Regions from separate parts of the Danio rerio genome. Here region 1 is linked to region 2. Evidence: chromatin contacts called from public Micro-C data. All regions are on one chromosome and are shown on one strand. The core of a region is the stretch at or near the end of the contact, and the rest is flanking DNA. Distances in the headings are between cores, read along the strand shown.

Region 1 (5,505 bases), core at 522-3,021, 51 kb after region 2:
ATGTGAGATTGTATGAGTGTTTCCCAGTACTCTGTTAAAGCTGGAAGGGCATCCGCTGTGTAAAACATATGCGGTATAAGGAAAATGAATTAATGTTTGTATTAATAATATTAATAACTATTATTTATCATTTTAAATAAAAATTATAGTAATAAAAATAAGTCGAAAGAAAGTCAAAAGTCATGTTTTTTGGCCAAGTATGGAGACCCATACTTGGAATTTGTGCTCTGCATTTAATCCAAGTGAACACACACAGCAGTAAACACAATGAACACAACCCTGGAGCAGTGATAGGAATACTATGTGTCCAAAAATATAAGTCATTACAGGAAAATTATAAACAATTTAAATATAAATTAAATAAAATTAGGGCTTTCCCAGTGATGGGTTGCAGGTGGAAGGGCATTCGCTGCGTAAAACATATGCTGGATAAGTTGGCAGTTCATTCCACTGTGGCGACCCCTGATTAATAAGGGATTAAACTGAAAAGAAAATGAATGTAAGAATGAATAATAGTAATAATACTATCATTACTTATTTATTAAAGTTCTTTGAAATAATTAAGCTAGTTTGACCTACATCTTTTTTCTTTTTGTGCATTAGTAATATACAAATACAGCAAAAACAGGTAACCAACAAAATTTCCAAGAAAAATTTAAATTAAAATAAAAAACACAAAACAAACAAACAAAAAAACAAAACAAATGGAAGACCTTCATAAGACGCTAAAAACAGATTCATTATAGCTTACAATAGACAGAGCTTTTAAATTTTTATTTTACAGTTTTAAGAGACTTCATTAACAGAATTAGTTTGTTGACAAAAACCTTGTATAAAGGAGGGGATTGTGAAAGTCTACATTTGTGGATAAAGAATTTACCATTTAAAATAATAAAACTGTTCATTTTTATCACCCTTTTCAAAATAACAAAAAAAATATTTTGCATTAAATGGTATCTCTTTATTGTAGAATAATCAGAAATCAGTCTTTCCAAAATAACTGCAAACTGACAATCAACAAATAAGTGACATAAGGATTCCTCGCTGTTTTTACAAAATAAACATTCTTTCTAGATGTCTGATTAATATATTAAGTAAAGTGCTAATTACGTGTTTAGGTTTGTCACACATAACAGTCTCCAATTTATAAACACAGCAGCCCCTTTGTACGTCTCCACATTATTTACACATAAACAGTATTCTTTACCCTGCTTCCTTTTTCTCTTTATTCCCTGTGAAATGCGTGTATTGCCTCGGGTCTTTACAGTTAAGGAAAGTGACTGATTTGCATGTAAATGATTCCAACAACACCAGCTATTCGCGTCGCTAATTAAACTAATGTAGAGACGGTGACTTGCTGACATCACGGACGCTCATTAACATTCACAAGCTCGAGTGGGCAGAGCGAACACAAGAGAGTCACACTGAGCGGTTCACTGAGCTTCCACAGCCTGCTATTGACGAGGAGAGGAAGAAGCGCAGGCTGTTCATGGCTTTACTGCTGGATAAACCACGGAGAGTCACGCTGGATCTGCGGGGACCCTGCCGTTTTTATACATGCTTTATCAAAAGTATCAGAGCTTGAGACATGCCTTTCCAGGAACATACCTTTGCGCGGACTAGAATGCTGGCGGCCAGGAGCGCTTGACAAAGACTTGCGGGTTGAATCGTTGCGAGCGCTTGTTTGTGGAGAAGTGAAAGTGCGCCAAATGAACGCTTTTTGCGGTGGAAATGTGTAGCGCGTGCTTTGGTCGATCCACGACGAGCGACACCGCACTCTCCCGTCTTCATTCACGGTAAAAGGTGAGTGTTTGTGGCTCTTTTGTTAGTTTAATCGGGTTTGCGGTTTGAACTCTGCGTGGTGACTTTTTTTTCGTGCGCTGCGTGATGTGGTCGAGGAGGTTTTTCGAGAAAGTTGACCTATGAGCTTGGTTTTATAGCTACATCAAACGCACATACTTTATGTACAGTTTAGTTTATTAGAGAGTAACTTAGTCGTTTTTCGTTGCTTATACTTCTATACATGTTTGATTTGATCTAATAAAAGTGCACAAATGACTGTGAAAGACGCGGGTTTGATACAAGTTTTCACTATAAAACTATCTTGTATCTAGTCATTGCTCGTTGACCTGAAATGTCAATCGGATTAAGTCTTTATTTGGTGTTGTTTAGCTGGATTAACACATAAAAAGACAACGTTTAGAATAATGCCAAGAAGAAAAAGAAAGCCATTGCAGCTGATTTTGGATATAGGCGTTATGTTTATTTTAGCTTTTTTTTTTTTTTTTTACCTCAAGTAGCCCACATTCGCATTGCTTTTGATTCGCATTGCTTATGGATATTGTATAAATACATCATATTTTGTTTTTTATATATATATTTAAGTGGGTTCTTGGGTCATAAATTCACTCATTAAACCGAGTAATCTTCTGCTTCAGAAACTAGAGTCAGGAATTGAATATGATAATGCCATGATGCAATGATCTCTCTGCAGTTTTTAATGAGCTTTCTAATTCTATGAAAATATACATGCCAGTTATAACTATGGTGACAGATAAAAAAAAATCTATAGTAATGAGTAAGGGATACTGTACATTCAGCCGGTTGTTATCGCAGAATAAAGCCGGGCAGGCATATCAGAAGCCCTATGCAAAGCAAGGGTAATAATAGCAATACGATTCATTTTCGTATTTCAACCACAAGTGGACAATAATGCACAAGTGTAAAGAGGATCCAAAACGCCAAACACTGACCTAATTCTTAAACATTGTGGGTTGAAGTTTTCTATCCAAAGAGAATGTGCATTTGGCTGCCTGAAATTGTAAGTGTGAACATGAAAAATGTCAAGGAGGGTTCAAACATTGTTTTGCAGCTATTGTTCTTCATACAATATCCTGTCTTCTCTGTTCAAGCTCATGCTAACTGCACTTAATTTGCTAAAGGAGATTGAAGAGTCTTGATGAAATAAGAAAAGTGGCTAAAAGTGGACAAAGATGGATTTAAACACAACATAATCATGGATTTGTTTTGCTCATCTGATTGTGATCTGACTGACTAAAACACATCTTAATACCAAGTGTTGGTCTTAGATTCATAGTTGTATTTTTTATGCAATAACCTTTAGGATTTCACTGATGTTGTGTAAATGTCTTCAATGGTCAAATCGAAGTACAATTTCATTGTATGAGTTTTGTCAAATCAAACAAAACAGTTGGTTACATAATCAGCTGTCGAGGATGAAATGCAGTTACACAGTGACATGAAAATAACAGATTTTTTTTAACCATTCATCGAAACCAGTTTGCAAAATGGCATGGACTTTCCATTACTGTTGAGAAGCTTCACTCACTTGCTGTCAATGGGAAGTTACTCCAGGCTGAATCCATCTTATTTTACAGCACTATTCCAATTAGATCAATATCTGTTCCTCCTGCATCCCTCACCCGTTTAAAGCAGCCTCCATTAAACTGATTTCTTTTTCCTCAAATAATTGATTTATTCATCCGTCTAACTTCATACAGTAGTAGGTCATCGTTCACCATTCAATTACTTGTATCAGTATTTATATTATGGTAGCTTTTAACATCATGAAAGCTCAGAAATTTGAGTATTGAAGTTTTCCTGTGAATACAGCTGCCCTGTATTCTGTGTTATTGAAGCACAAACTAATTCAGTACCCCAAAACAATGCTTGAATATGAATTCAGTTAGCTGGCTTTTTGAAGAACGCCAATGTGTAATGTGGGAAAAGTATACAGAGTTGCAAATATACAAAAGCTAAGTGAGAATAGATGGTGAATTGGCTTTCAGTAGCACCCAGCTGTGACCAGCTTCTTCACTGTGTGTTGCCCTTTAAAAAAAAAGGTTGTTTAATTCATCCGGAATGATGCCATGGAAAAGCCTGGGAGCCTCATCTGAGACTGGAATTTCGCTAAAGCTACAGACTGTTATTTTAATTTCGAGTAGCATTCTTTTAAAATGGTTTGGTTTTAGTTAGATGTAGGAACCCTGGGTACAGCAGACCTCGTTTCTCACTTTTTTAAATGACAGCTTTATTAAACATGACAATGCCACTGTGTCTAGCCATAGGCTATTGTTAAAAAGAATTAGATGAGATTGTCTGATGATGGCACAGGCCTGGTTTTTAAGGGGATAAGTTTTCCTCGAGCTAACAATAAGTCCACATCTGTTGTTGTCTGAACAATTTAAAAATGCAATGATTAACCCACAATAAGCAATTGTCCGATCAGATCATAAATCACATTTACCCCGTTCCGCTTGGGCGCCTCAGGGGCATAACAACCTTCTGTGTCATCCCTAGATTACATTCCCAGTCTTCCATATTTGCAGTCTTGGACAAAACCTTTCCAAAGGCTCTCAGCGCATGCTTGTAGATCACATTGACCAGGTCTGAGCATGACATTTGTAATAAAATCAGCATGCATAGTTGCAACCCGGCATCCATTTTAATTCAAATCACATTTAGATGATTGGAAGAGCATTATCGATGGAGCGTGCAGTGGTGTTGAGCCTGGAATTTGCAGTCATGTGTGAAGCCTGTCAAAACGTGGAAGGAGTTTTATTCTATCCTTTACTGTGCGGTTGAGAAGGGAATTACGGTGACCTCATTTTAGTCCAGATCATTTATCTGGACCAGACCGGCATCTCCACGGAACTCTTTTTAAAGTCATCCCAGAAAACCCGCCACAGCTTAATAGGTTAATCCTTTTCAGATATGCTGCATGTATTATTGGTTATGATTGGTTAAAGTGTTATGGTTGAAGACTGCACTCACGAGTGAAATCTTTTTTTTTTTTTTTTTTTTTAAATGAGTAGTTTTGCTCTACAGAATGTCTGAGCATTATCGCAGGCAGTGGATAAGTTTCTTAGTAGTGTTTGGTATTCACAGATAAACTGTTGGAGGGTTTTTTGTGTTCCTGTGAGTGTTCAATATTAATGCGAATTGCAAAGTTGCCCCCTTTAAGTAATGCAGGTGAATTGTCCTTGCTCAAGGGTGTAGGAACTGTGGAGAGAGCAGGTGTGTGCCCTATATATAAGTCTTCTCTATATCACCTCATACAGAACCTCCAATCTAATGTCCGAGTCATTCATTTTGATTCCGAGAGATGCTTTTAAACAACTTTCAGTTTGTGCAAGTCTAAAAGCACTTTATCCATTTATAGATTGTTTTTGTTTCTTTCTCTTTAAATATTTATAATGAACTATTGTGTCCTATCCCAGTGTTTTCCAACATGCTCTTGACTTATTTGACTTCACTAATGCCAAGGAATGTCTTCCTTTTGAGTTATATTATCCTGGAGTGTCATTTGGCTGTTAAGATAGAATGAAATTAAAATTGAATATCTTTTTTTGTTCTCTCTCTGAAATTGAATGCATTGTAAACTGAAATCTCTGGTAATTTATGCCAGATTATTCCAATAATCTAACTGCTAGTTTGCATTGAAATATTAATCCATTAAATCCAGAATCTATGGATCTAATGAAG
Region 2 (5,765 bases), core at 2,779-5,278:
ATTGACTTTTACTTTGCAATACTTTGCTTCCAGTATCCTATTTTCTTTGTATTTTTAACTAAAAAATGTAGCACAGATTTTTCTTTATGCATGCTTTACTAAAAACATTTAAGTAAACAATGCAGCAGTATTTGTTGTTAGAATATGATAACATGCTGACATAAATGAAATAATAAAGCACCTAACTAAACACAGAGACTTCAATACTTGATGCACAATACACAGTTATGATAACAATCAATGTTTTTTAGTAATGTGCCTTTTTGAGTAGAAAATTAACCCCAGATCAGAAGAATGATTGTAAGAGTTATTGTAAATATAGCAAAACATCGTAAGTAAAATAATTTCTACAAGATTGCATTGAGTACTAATATAGAATTTAGAATTAGTTTTTTGTTTTAAACATTTTTCCCCGTAGTATACTTCAAATAATGATTTTTATCAGTTTACATTAATTCTTTAAGCCTTTGTTACTTTTATGATTCTGTTTTTTCCTTCTTTTTGTCAGAGGCAGTGGCAATTAGATTTTTATGAAAATTTTCCCAAACTCCCTTTGACCCTAAGTGTAAAACAAGGTATTGTCACTATATCTAGTGTGGTTTGCACTCCCCCATTCTTCAATAACAGCCTCATCGCTTCTGTTTTATTTTTATTACTTTAACAACTCACAACTCAGTAAAGATAACAGTAAAGTGTTTCCGAATGTTGAGTTTGTTATGAAGGGGCAGAGTGAAAATGCTAAAATCCAAAACAATTTTTGATGCACAGTCGACAGATTTATTATATTTTTAAATCCATTTTCCTTTTTATTTTAATATTATCATGTTTATCGTACTTTATTTCTTTTATTATTCTTTTAAATGGCAAATATACACTGTAAAAAAAACAGTTAATCCAGTTTCAAACGAATTGTTTAGGTTAAATAAAGTTTAACTTAATATTTTAGATATTTGTGTAATGTAAGTTAAGATGACTAGAAAAGATTTGATTCAACTACAAAATTTAGGGCAGCAGAAATGATTTACAGTGTACAATTGTTGATGTGTAAAAGCGTTTAGACATATGCTAATGTTTCCGGCATGTGGGATTACTTTCATGCCAAAAACAAACAAAACTTTTGTAAAAAAATAACAGATATATACACTCCAGGCAATGTTGAATTTATTTAAAATTATTTTAAAATAAAATCCATATAAATCCAGATAAAATATGGACTAACCCAAACATTGAGTTAAAATTAGAACTATTAATTAATTAAAAAAAGTAACCCAGCTGTTGGGTCTCTATTACACCCAGAATTAGTTTGAAATAACCCAGCATTTTTAGAGTTGTATATATTTTCAGCCTGATCTTACAAGGAAAGTTGAAAGGCAAAATCAGTTAAATTCATATGAGTTGAGTTGTACAAACATGTAAGATTTTTAAAAGGAGGTGTGGCACCAAACCCCACCCCTAAACCCAACCGACATTGGAAGATGATCAAATCGTACTAAAATGTGTGATTGAGATTGTATGAAATCATACGCATTAGCCAATAAATCAAAACATTATGAATTGTCTTGAGATATCGTAAAGAGACAGTAAATTGTTTAATTAGATTAATGTATTAATGTAAAACTGTATTCTGTGTTGACTTCGCTTTCAGGTTCACTTTTGCTAAACACAGTTTGAGTGCACTGCCAGAATTTCCGTATTTCTTTTCTAAGTTTTTGTTTATGTTTGGCTAATTTACATTCACCATTCTGATGCAAATGGTGGGCTTAAAAGTGGTCTACTCTTATTGACTAGTTAGAAATTTTGTCAATATTTTGATAAGTGTGCTTTTGTGATTGTATGTAATCTGGTTAATGCCTGAACAATTGTATGCAATTGTTAGTTCACAGCAATAACTTTTTATTTTTATAACTTTGGATTTTTTATGATTCCTTAAAGTAATTTAACAAATGTTTTAAAATGATTATCATGAACTTTTCTTTTTACTTTATTCGTAGAAATTTTTACATGATACCAACTAGAACAAGCACCAAAACACTAGCATCCAATACAGCAATTATACAGCACCATTAAAGGAATCTCAGCCAGACTAATGGAATGAGAAACAAAATAGAATGACATGTAAAAAGGAAGAAGCAAAAAAACATTACAGGAAAAAAAAAAAAAAAAAATATATATATATATATATATATATATATATATATATATATATATATATATATATATATATATATATATATATATATATATATACATCTGAGGAGGAGCAGGGGCGGGGGCATATTTTAGCGTACATCTTCTGTTTGCCAAATCTAGAGAAATAGAAATGTTACCTTTCCAGCTTGAGGACAGAAACCATTTCAGTTAACCATTTAAAAAACTTGGAGGTGTTGTGGATTTCCACTCCATTAGAATCACTCTCTTGGCCAGCACCATGCCAAACACAAAGGAAAGTTGTTGATGTTTTAGTCAAGTTAGAGCCTGGTCTGAACATCCAAATAATGCTAATAGCATGGGCAAACTGTGACATCACCTTGTAGGCTAATCATCTGCAAGCAAAAAACTGGTTCTCTCAAAAAAATCCCTATAGGATTTTCCCATAGGCTTTTTGAAGATTGGAAATAATAAGCTCTGTGTTCAAACACAGTTCATTACACTTACACGTTGTGTCCAACCACATAATCCTCACATGAAATTACAACTTTGAGCACTTCTTTGTCTTAAATGCAAAAGCAAGAATTGAAAAGCTGACATTAGGCTATAAATGAACTATAGTGCCTTCGCAGCGCTTGCTTGTGACTTCAGCACCACCCTGCTACAGACAACTTTACAAGCTTTTTTTTTTTTTTAAATATGGTCCATGTCAAACATTTACTCTCTCTGTTTATATATTGTTTATATCTTTATGTATATATCTCTATGAAATTAGTTATATCTGTTTATATCTTTATGTTTATATATTATAATATAATATAATATATATTATAAGCAAATAATTACGCAAAAACACATAGACCTAGGTGCATTTTGGATCGCTTTTTATGTATGCGTTTTTTTACACATTTATTTACAAGTTTGCATTATTGAGAACAGGAAATGACAGGCTGCACTGTTGAGTAGTATCTTCATAATGTCGTTTAATTAAAATATAGGATCAACAAATTAATCTGTCTTGACGGTCTTTACAAGTCAAGGCATTATCTACACACAATATAAATCCAAACCAGATCAGCTCGATGATGTATAATGTCTCCGACACCGCCTGTAGTCCCATTTAGCAACTTGATAGCAACCGTCTTTTTAAAGAAGCATAACCGATTTTGAAAAAATCAAGAGCGAGATGTAACTGATGTGTTTTATTTCGTAGAATAAAGCATGAAAGTATCTTGAGTTTGTGTTAGACACAAACCTTATTTAAGCGATTTAACTAAAATCGACTTGACTTTAGGACCAAGGAAACCGTAACTGCTAAATTCTAACTCGTTTCTGGGTTTTTGCATACAAATTGATGTCATAGTTCCTCCACTCTATTCCACATCAATGTTGAACATTTTGTTTCTTTTTTCATTGGCAATTTAGTACAAAGACAATAATAATTTGAATGTTTCTCAAATATAGCTGACCACCAATTGTTAATATATTTGTTAAAATTAGTGTCACATCTGTAATCATACAATCTAATAAAAGCTTTTTTCTCAGTTCGACATCTTCAGATTTAAAAAAAAAAATTATAATGAAAAACAATATGTTAAGACAAGACTTTCATGTTCTCTTCCAGTCCTCAACATTCACTGCACCTAGGAGTCTTACGCTTGATTTTTCACCATGAATCAATGTCTTCGTTTAATGCGACTAAATTTATACTTCAAAAAAAGGATTGCTCATCTTTTTCTTCTCTGTGACGTGAAGCATGACGTACTTGAGTGGGCAAGATAGAGGTGTTGCATAAAGGAACAAATTTGAATCACAGCGCCTTTCATTGTTTAGGTGTCAAGGATATCAAATTGCGGCATGTTGCGACACCCCCTTCCCCCATCCTGTAAGACAGAGGCAGGCGGCCAAATCAACCAGACTGATACTCAGCAGTCCCACCGCCTGCCTCCAACACCTCCTGGCCAGAGAGCTGCTATTCTGAGGAGCCGTCAGTCAAACACAAGTGCTTCTGTCCATCGCTGAGGAATGAGGAAAAGATAGACGGGGGAAATGCCAGAGAGAAAGACTGGCTGAGAAAGGAGGGTTGCGGAGAGTAAGAGGCAGAATGATGAAAGGAAATGACAGTGGACACCAAAAAAATACTTCGGTTTTTATTGAATACTGTTGCAACACAGCCTGCAAATGCACACTGGATGAAGAGTCATACTTGTACAGCGTTTTTTTTTTTTTTATTTTCCTTCACAAACTGTAATTGTTAAGAATTGCTTTGGGCTTGTTTAGCACATGAGCACATACTTTGAGTCATCAGTGTCCTGGGACATCTTTTAATACTGTTTGCCTATTTCCAGCTTTTTTGAGAATTAAATATCAGCAAATTATTTAATAAATTAATAAAGAAGGATGGTTCTCTTTTTTTCTTTTACATTATATATTAATGTAATAGTGATTTTTAGAGCAAGAAAAAAATAAACATTTGGCACTGTTTTCACAAAAAACCTGAAGGTTAAAAGTAGCTCATAAATTGACAATGTTGGTCAGGGTGTCTGCGGGGTCACAAGATTTAAGAAACCCTTGAGTACTTTTTTTTTTTTGAGATTTTAACAGATTTGTGTGTGTTGAGCATCATTGAAGACAGTGTTAACACCTGTCAGCTTTAATTGTGGGGAAAACAGGATAATTTTGAGCTTTTGTCAGCTTCTGGGTTTAAAATCATTTTTGAAGTGGGATCAAAATCTGTGACTTAGCGCGAATCTGCCTGTCCAGTGATGTTGTGTTTGGTTTCTCGTTATTATTCATTGCTGAGTTTTCTTATCTTATATGAAGACCCTTCTTCTTAATTATTCACGACATTATGTGCTGTCCGAAGGAAGGCAGACCTGTCAAGCTGTGAGAGCCAATGACTGGGTGAGACCGCATCCATGGACTCTGCGCACGGCACATAGTATTTAGCTGTTATTGAAGGGTCGTATGTGGTTTTCCATGATCCACTGGAGGGGGGATTTGTTGCATGTTTTTCCCCGCGATACTGTCAGGGCCGATACAGCAAAATTGTTGGTTTTCAGCAAGCATTTTTGTTGGGAGAGATGTACGAGAATTGGAGAATGGCGGGCTTTGTCTTTTATCAGTTGAGTTTGTTACCATTCAGACACATTGCCTTTATGCGAACTGCTGTGTTTGCCTATGTTTAAAATCCTCCAGATTACCGGTAGGGCTAATGGTTGAAATAGACAGGGCAAGGTGTTTATATAAACACAAATATCTTTATAATAATATAACAAATTGTTGTTATGTGCATATGAAATTACGAATAACATGTGTAGCAGGGAATTGAATTGCTGTTTATTCCTTTGCATTTTAACTATGTAAACTCTAAAATCATGGGTCTCCCCACGGTTTGTGTCTCATTTTGTGAGCCATCTGACAGTAGTTCTCTCCCCTCTTTTTCCCCTGCTCTTCATGCCACACTTACTCCTCCTCCTGCTCACAGAGCTCCACGCCCAACTCGAAGCATTTTTTGAAAATGTTCTGAGGTAGACTTGAACTGAAAGAGGCGAGTTTCATGGCCCACTTAAAAAGTCTTAAATTCACTGAAATATTGTGTTGTAGGTCTTAAATAA

What was found. A called contact is a pair of places that touch in the nucleus more often than the background predicts.
Region 1: a Micro-C map of caudal fin shows a contact between it and region 2, with 1.9 times the contacts expected there. The contact joins the promoter of prickle2b here to the enhancer-like site in region 2. A contact is called at or near these places in 2 of 18 Hi-C or Micro-C datasets (caudal fin and an unstated tissue).

What each region holds. Positions count from the first base shown.
Region 1 is chr11:21,524,402-21,529,906 of GRCz12tu, forward strand. It overlaps prickle2b (prickle homolog 2b), which reads left to right and starts at 1,772. Exons shown (of 8, transcript NM_183343.1): 1 at 1,772-1,803.
Region 2 is chr11:21,471,338-21,477,102 of GRCz12tu, forward strand. It overlaps a transcript of prickle2b not described here. Among named protein-coding and RNA genes, the nearest start is that of prickle2b, 52 kb to the right of the region's middle. Within about 2 kb of position 4,029, at least 7 of the 62 cell types and tissues checked have an H3K27ac peak or open chromatin away from gene starts, as enhancers often do.